Regions from separate parts of the Sus scrofa genome. Here region 2 is linked to region 1. A link is a contact called in public HiChIP or PLAC-seq data. All regions are on one chromosome and are shown on one strand. The core of a region is the stretch at or near the end of the contact, and the rest is flanking DNA. Distances in the headings are between cores, read along the strand shown.

Region 1 (4,018 bases), core at 731-3,230:
TTTGAAATGTTCTTTACATATGCAAAAACCAAAGGACACATTAAAACTATGCACTAATACAAATGTGATTTTCTTAAAAGGCACCCTTGCTTGTGCTGCCATCTTGTGGCATGATAAAAAATTGTTATTAAATGACTACATTTTTAATTATAATTGATTTACAATGTTTCTTCAATCTCTATTGTACAGCAAAGTGACCCTATCACACATAGATCCCTGTGCTGCTACTATATCACTTAGTTGACCAAACATGTATAGTGGAAGAGAAAAGGAAACTTGATAACTAATCTTTGAAATTAAACGCCTTTGAATTAAATCAACATTGAATGAAACAACGGAAAAAGTAAAATTCATAAAAACTGAGACTACCAGTTTCTCTTAAAAATAATTAATTGCATTGTAAAATTACTTCACCATGTGCAAAATTTCCTCTTAATACACAATACATACTTTTAGGATTAATTTTGCTATTCTGTAATCCCCAAGTTAACTTCTTTCTAAAGGTAAGCAGATTTTGTCTTTTGGTCTTTGATGAATTGATTTCTGCATATGTTAGATAATATATACAGGGGTAATTTTCATTCTTCGCTCATGTCCCTGAATTTCATACTTTTTAGCTCTAAGTGACTTCGACAGAGTTACCTAAGTATGTATCAGCGCTGTCCTTGGAGGAATAGGATTCCTCTTGCAGAACTGCCTGAGAAAGGGAATGAACCTGTTGTGGAGAGTAACACCTTCCCTCCTGGACACTCAAAGATCACAGGACGTCACTGATGTTATTTTAACCTCATTTGCCTTCAGAGTAATAGTGTTTGAGAGATCGCCCTACTACAGCACCAAGTCACAGGTTTAACTGTCGCCCCCATACAGTGCTTGTCCATACAGTGTGCTGTGGCTGTGTTCATGTCTGACCCCAGATCCATCACTTTTAAAATGGATTGCTGCTTGTTGGGGCTCACAGACACATCTCACCTCACTTACTAGAGAGCATATTTTTTATTGAGGTGTAATTGACATAAACAGTGTATTAGTTTCAAGTATATGATATAATGAATGGATATTTGTGTATATTGTGAAATCGCCACAATGTCTAATTAACATTCTTCACCATATATAGTTACAGAATTTTTCTCTTATGGTGAGAATTTTAAGATTCACGCTCTTCCGCGACTTTTAAATTTGCAATACCATATTATTAACTATAGCCAACATGCAGTCCATTCCCGGGACTTATTTTATACCTGAAAGGTTGTACCATTTTTCCCCCTTTCCTCCATCCCCACCCACTCCTGCCTGTTCTCTCTGTATCTCTGAGGTTTATTTTCGAAGATTTCATATATAAGTGATTCTCATATGGTATTTGTTTTTCTCTGTGGGACTTATTACTGTTTTTATATTGTCAAAATGTGTGGCATTTACATTTGGCTCAATGGCAGTAATTCCAACAGTTGTTTAACCCTGGTCCCATGTTTAAACGCATTCAATGTTTATGGCAGAAACGGTCTCGGTGGCCCTCGACCTTGGCCATGGTCTATAACAGAAACCTTGATCTTGACCTGCACACTGGGCTGGCCAGAATGAAAACCTTCTATTTGTCAACCTAGATATAGCTCTTGGACAAAGTTCCCATCCATGAGAAGGAAGTACAGATGCTAAGGGATTCCTTGCAGGAATCTTTTCTAAAAGGCAGTTAGTATTCCATACACTGTATATTTTTTAAAGTCAATTTCAAGAAGAAGCATGTATACTGGGGGATTCCAGACACATTCTACAAGATGGGAAATAAATCATACAACATTTCAAGGGTGCAGCACATCAGTTAAGATTTTAAGAGTTCAATAGTATGGCATGTGACCAGACATTCCCCTCCACAATAAAAGACAAATTATCATGTCTCAATGTCTAAACCACCTAAGCTCTACACTCCCCACTGGACTGACAGATCTCTGTTGCAAGTTCCCCGTCTGTCCTGTCCTGACTTGCCCACTCCTTATACGTGACAGGAGAGGAGCATTGCCCCACCTCCTCCTACCCACACTGTAACACGTTTACTTAGACTTGTTTGGGTTAAGCAACATGATGACGCTTGAAGATTTATCAGGGAAGGGGGATTTCTGGATTTCAGAATGAACAATTACTTTTTGCTGACTTTTGAGATCCTGGCTTGCAACTTCAACTCTCTTGAGCTATATAGTTCATGTGGTTGGGTCCCCTTTCTTTTTGCATCTAGTCACATCTTCTGCAGTTTTCCAATTTTTGTTGCATTTCTTGGTGGAGGGAGGACTCACAATTCTTTACAGAGTTAGAGTTAATGCTAATTAGAGGGTGCATTTCTTCCTCTGGAGCTATTAGCTATAGAATGAGACCAATTGTTTCTCACTGTAGACAACCTTGGCTTTTCCAACCTCTTATTTTTGATGTATACCATTTTTAATATAGTGATAATCATAAGTCAAAGTAATAGCTGAAATGCCTACAATGTGCCGTGTGTGTGTGAGAGAGAGAGAGAGAGACACAAAGAGACTCCTGTGAGAACTCTAGGATTTAATGGGTCTAGCACACACGTGCCTCTAACTCTTAAGATAATACATTTGCACTTCCGTATTTATAAGTCCACCTATATTAATGCCATGCTTTATAAATCATGGCTTTTTTGTTTCCTCTAGAGGCTTTAATTTTAAGGATAAATGAAATGTTTTAAAATAAAACCAATACCCAGTCTTAACATTGTGTGGTCAATTATTAAATTGTATTGCCATAGCTAAATGCCTTCGAATACTAAAAATGAAGCATATAAAAAGTTAGATGGGCTTTACACTTATTATTATGTATGAATATTACATTATTTTAATAAACGTTTTCCTGCACATACTCTTGAATGGCACTGGGATTCGATGTCCCTATAAAATCACATCTCTTCCTTTCTGGTGATTGTTTGAGCCTTATTACCTTCAAACAGATTCTTGGCTCTTTAAGAGTAGGAATGTTGCGTTCACATTTTTATTCCATAGCAATCAGCACAATGCCAGTGTCTTGTGCATTGGCAGTGCTAATAGGAATTTGTCTAACTAATTGACAGGCAAGAGATTAATGTTATCATGAGACTGACTATATTAATTCATGTTGCCAGCTTTGAGTAAGGACTGTTGATGTTATTTGTTTTACTAGCAAGTGAACATCTATGTACAGACATGCCAGTGTTATCCTAAGCTCACTGTGACTGAACGTGGCTTATTAAAGATGGCCACAAACGCTGTGACTTCTTTGAAACTGGGCACAACGACCCTTTCCTTTGAATCCAAGTTAACCTTTGACTGCTGAGGCCAAGGAAGTATTGCAGAAAGAAAATATGTTAGTTTCAAGTCTAGCCTAAAATGATCGACAGCTTTCCCTCTTTTTTTTTTTTTTTTTTTTTTTTTTTTTTTTGTCTTTTGTCTTTTTAGGTCACACCTGCAGCATATGGAGGTTCTCAGGCTAAGGGTCTAATCAGAGCTATTGCTGCTGGCCTATGCCAGAGCCACAGCCATGCCAGATCTGAGCCACATCTGCGAGCTACACCACAGCTCATGGCAACGCTGTATCCTTAACCCACTGAGCGACGAAGGGGATAGAACCCGCAACCTCATGATTCCTAGTCGGATTTGCCTCCGCGGCGCCACGACGGGAATTCCCAGCTTTCACTTTGGTTTCTAGGAGGCCTGGGCCACCACGTAGGAAGCTACCCTGAGGCATGGAACACGTGGAGAAGCCATGAAATTGTAATGGAAAAGAAGGTATGACAGCTGTCCTTGACAAAGTGTCAGGCATGAGAGTGAATCCATCTTAGAGCTTTTAAACCAGACCAGCTGCCAGCATAATAATACATCAAGTGACCTTGATGGATGCCACATGAAACAGAAAAATTATCCAGTTTAATTCTGCCTGAATTCCTAACTCACAAAATCATGAGGTGTAAGAAAAGGGTTGTTTCAAGTCACTGCTTTTTAGGGTAGTTTCATATGTAGAATCAATAACCAGA
Region 2 (4,018 bases), core at 405-2,904, 180 kb before region 1:
AGAGAAGGATGGCTGGAGACAAGAATACAACCAGGAGAAACCAGCTTGGTTTTCGTCAGAATTTTGAGTACTTATAATAAAGGGACTAAACAGATTGGGCAACATGAGCAAGTACCAACAATTTACTGCAGTAGCTCCTGTCCTCTCCCCTGCACAGACCACCTTATTCAGGCTTCACCGCTTTCACAGTGCAGAAGAAAGCACTAAATCCAAATGCTCAGGGAGTTCCCGTCATGGCGCAGTGGTTAACGAATCCGACTAGGAACCATGAGGTTGCAGGTTTGGTCCCTGCCCTTGCTCAGTGGGTTAACGATCCGGAGTTGCTGTGAGCTGTGGTGTAGGTTGCAGACGCGGCTCGGATCCTGCGTTGCTGTGGCTCTGGCGTAGGCCAGTGGCTACAGCTCCAATTCGACCCCTAGCCTGGGAACCTCTATATGCCACGGGAGTGGCCCAAGAAATAGCAAAAAGACCAAAGGAAAAAAAAATGTTCAAATGTATGCATTTATGAAGAACAGAAGTGAATCATTTAAAATACTCCCAGGAGTTTGTATCAAATACTTATTTTTTTTAAAGCTACAGAGAATAGGCACACCAAACTAGAAATAATTTAATTTTCTGATTTATAAATTTATATTTTACCCAACAGCCAAGTACTGAGTCCTCATTTTTCATACTCGGGTTCAGCTTTTCTTTATGTGAGACCCTGGGTCTTTGAGATTTGGTTACTCAATAAACAGTATTCCCTCAAAGCTCTGAGGGATGTGAACAGCATGAGGTGGGCTGGTTAGAAAGCCCTAACCATCGGAGCCCACTGAACAGACGGCTGGTGGAGGACTTAAGTCTGCATTTCAGTATCTCATCCTTAAAGGAAACTGGATGCATTCATTTCTAAGGTTACATTTACTGAAAAAGTCGTAGACTCCTAAAATTTAAGCATTCACTCTCTCAGTGTATTTCACCATCTAGGTTAATTACAAATCACATAAAAGATATATGCCTATGCCTTTCCACCAACAAGAACAGAAAAGCCAGGGGAAAAAACACTGAGGAACTTGTTAACAAGACTCCAAAAGGAACCTTGAAAATATTGGATTTTCTTTCACAGAGCTCTTACCATTTTCTTCAAATGCTTTCTAGATTCCATGGTTTATTTTTACACAGTGAAAGCTGAGAAACCGTTAGGATTTAAACCCCACAAAGGTAGGGACTTCACTTTTCTGTAAATGAAGACTTAACATGTTTCAATGGATGGACCTAGAAATTATCATGCTAAGTGAAGTCAGTCATACAATGAGACACCAACATCAAATGCTATCACTTACATGTGGAATCTACAAACAGGACACAATGAACTTCTATGCAGAACAGATACGGACTCACAGACTTTGAAAAACTTATGGTTTCCAAATGAGACAGGTTGGGGGATGGGGGGATACACTGAGGGTTTGGGATGGAAATGCTATAAAATTTGGTTGTGATGATTGTTGTACACCTATAAATGTAATAAAATTCATTAAGTAATAAAAATAAATAAATCCCCCCCCCAAAAAAAAGATTTAACATGTTTCATAATAAAACATGAGAGATGAGCAGCTCTGGCTGAAGCTGAGTTAGGAGCCATATTCTCACACTGTGCCCCAAGGGGGCGCCATCGAGCTTCTAGTGCAGGTGTTCTCTGACTAGGATCCATCCAAGTGTGCACTGAAATGGATGTTTCCAGGACTCTGAGCAGCTAGAGCCTTTTAGTATGTTGCCTCTCCCAGACAAGCTTTATCAGTTTACCCTAAAGTACTCCAGAAATGGTAGTTTTTCTTTTTTACTCCCATCGTGGTGGAAAGTTTCAAAATGACTGTAGCACATGACAGATAAAGCCTGAGAAACAAGTGTGGCCTGTTGGCCACTGACTCAACAGCCTTACATGGGTCTTAACGTACATGTGATTGCAGGCGAATCCACCTGAATTAGCTTGCCAGCATACCCCACAAAAATGAATAAACTCAACTGCTAGATTCAGTTGCTTAATTTGTCCAGGGAGAAACAAGCTTAATTTTCACCAATCTTTTGGTTAATTGGAGTACCTCCAGTTCTTTATAATAAGCCACACCATCTGCAAAAGAAAAGGCAGTCACTGTTCTATTTTATGTGACTGGAAGTCCTGCAGCTAGTTCGAGAAAAAAAAAATTGCTTTAATTTAGAGAGAAATTAAAGAAGGGGGAGCCAAGGTCTTTGAAATACACCACTCGACATGAATGTTTTCTGTCAGAAGACCTGCCCTGTCAGGGCTGACTTTGAGGAGCACTGAGAGTTGCGACTGTGCTAAGTTTTTTATAAACATTATATGAAGTTCTCTTGATTAACAAGAGCTTCTTTGGTAGCGGCTGAAAAAAAAAAAAAAAAAACTGGAGTTCACAGGAGAGACCATAACATTTAATCTAGTCCAGATGATCTCCAAGTCCCATCAAATAAGACACCTGGTGGGTTGAGCCATGTCTGGAGCTCCCTGTGGGCCTGGGTGTGGGTGAGGAACAGCATGTTCTCTGACCTTGACCCCATCACAATTCTGTGCTCCCTGAAAGCACGGTAAATGGGGATGCCCGGGCTCCAGATGATTTTGCTGTGGAGACAGACTGAAAACCCAAGTGAAGGGCTCCTTGTTTACTGATTAAGGCAGACTAACACTTAGGTCCACCTTCAAGAGTGGTAGCTGAGGAGCTACTGATATCCATCATCATCAGAAAACACTCACATCTACATACAACAGCTAAGAGTTTTGGTATCAGGCAAAATTCTCCCCGTGCCTTTTTCAATACGAACTAACTCTCGGCTGACTCCATATAAGATCTATTGGGGGGAAGACAAGTTCAAAGAATTCCAAAATGGCAAAAAAACAAAAACAAAAACAAACAAACAAAAAAACTACAAAACTGAACTACAGGAGTTAGTTTTCTTCTAACCCTGGCCACAGATTTGTTAGATTGACTGTGGGACAATTTTGAACCTTTTTTGAAATTCCCTGGTGGTTTTCATGTGTCTTGTGATTTAAGAACCACTGGCCTAAGGCTTGAGAGTAAGGTTCAAGATGTCACTTGACTCTTCAACAATGATGCTCTAATTCTCGCTGGCAGAGGATCACTTGGGAATTCTGTAAACCCCGGACGATGCCCTGATAGGACTGGCATGGGTATGATGGTGGCGATGTGAGGGGCTTCCTGAGTACTGAGGGCTGCGAGGAGTGGTTTTCAGACTTGGCTGCACATGAGAACCCCCTGGAGGGTGGGAAAACAAAACAAAACAAAACAAAAAAACAAACAAACAAAAAAAAACAGCACTAACTGGGTCCCTCCCATAGATTCTGATTTCATTGGTGTGGGGCACATCCGGAGTATGGGATGTTCTAGCAGCTCTCCGGGTGTTCCTAGTTGGGGAGCAGACAATAAGGCCACTACTTTAGAGAGCTTATATTAACGGAAATAGCAGAGGCCAGCTAGTCAATCATCAATGAGGAGGAATTAGAGGAATAGCACGTGCAGGGGCTGAGCTGTATCTAGAGATAAGTCTCCAGGCCTATGGACCAAAATCTAAGAAATTAGGTTTTTCATTTTTCTCTGGAAGAATTGAAAGTTTTGTATTCCCCTAGGATAACAACTAGGTGGCACTAATTAGGGCGGGCCCCTTTAGAACGGACATACATTTTCTCCTGTACCAGACTTACCTGTCCCATTTCATTGATTTGTATTGCCTGCCTCGCCCTGTGGGCAGTCAGGTTTGAGTGCTCTTGGTTACACCATGCCTACTGCACAAGGACTCCAGGTCATCTGGCACCACTAGCAAGACCCAGGAGCATTGTCTTTTATCAATACACAAAATGAGTAATTCTTTTGGCCCACTCAAAAGAACTTTTAGACACTTCCTGGTGTATGTATAATGAGTGGTCCCTCCCCATGGCTGACAGTTTGGAATATTCAAGGCCACACACTTAGTAGGAGAGGCCATCAACCAGGGTTCACTCATTCCAACT

Evidence for each region. HiChIP or PLAC-seq counts read pairs in DNA pulled down with a chosen protein or histone mark.
Region 2: an H3K27ac HiChIP or PLAC-seq map of alveolar macrophages shows a contact between it and region 1. The contact joins two enhancer-like sites. A contact is called at or near these places in 1 of 5 promoter capture datasets (liver), 24 of 47 Hi-C or Micro-C datasets (adipocytes, alveolar macrophages, brain and 13 more) and 2 of 2 datasets of contacts at active chromatin or transcription factors (alveolar macrophages and skeletal muscle).

The regions. Positions count from the first base shown.
Region 1 is chr2:131,703,128-131,707,145 of Sscrofa11.1, reverse strand. No RefSeq gene overlaps it. Among named protein-coding and RNA genes, the nearest start is that of SLC27A6, 45 kb to the left of the region's middle. Within about 2 kb of position 1,980, at least 1 of the 83 cell types and tissues checked has an H3K27ac peak or open chromatin away from gene starts, as enhancers often do. A contact at or near this core is called in alveolar macrophages, where this site is marked.
Region 2 is chr2:131,886,462-131,890,479 of Sscrofa11.1, reverse strand. No RefSeq gene overlaps it. Among named protein-coding and RNA genes, the nearest start is that of ISOC1, 31 kb to the right of the region's middle. Within about 2 kb of position 1,654, at least 3 of the 83 cell types and tissues checked have an H3K27ac peak or open chromatin away from gene starts, as enhancers often do. A contact at or near this core is called in alveolar macrophages, where this site is marked.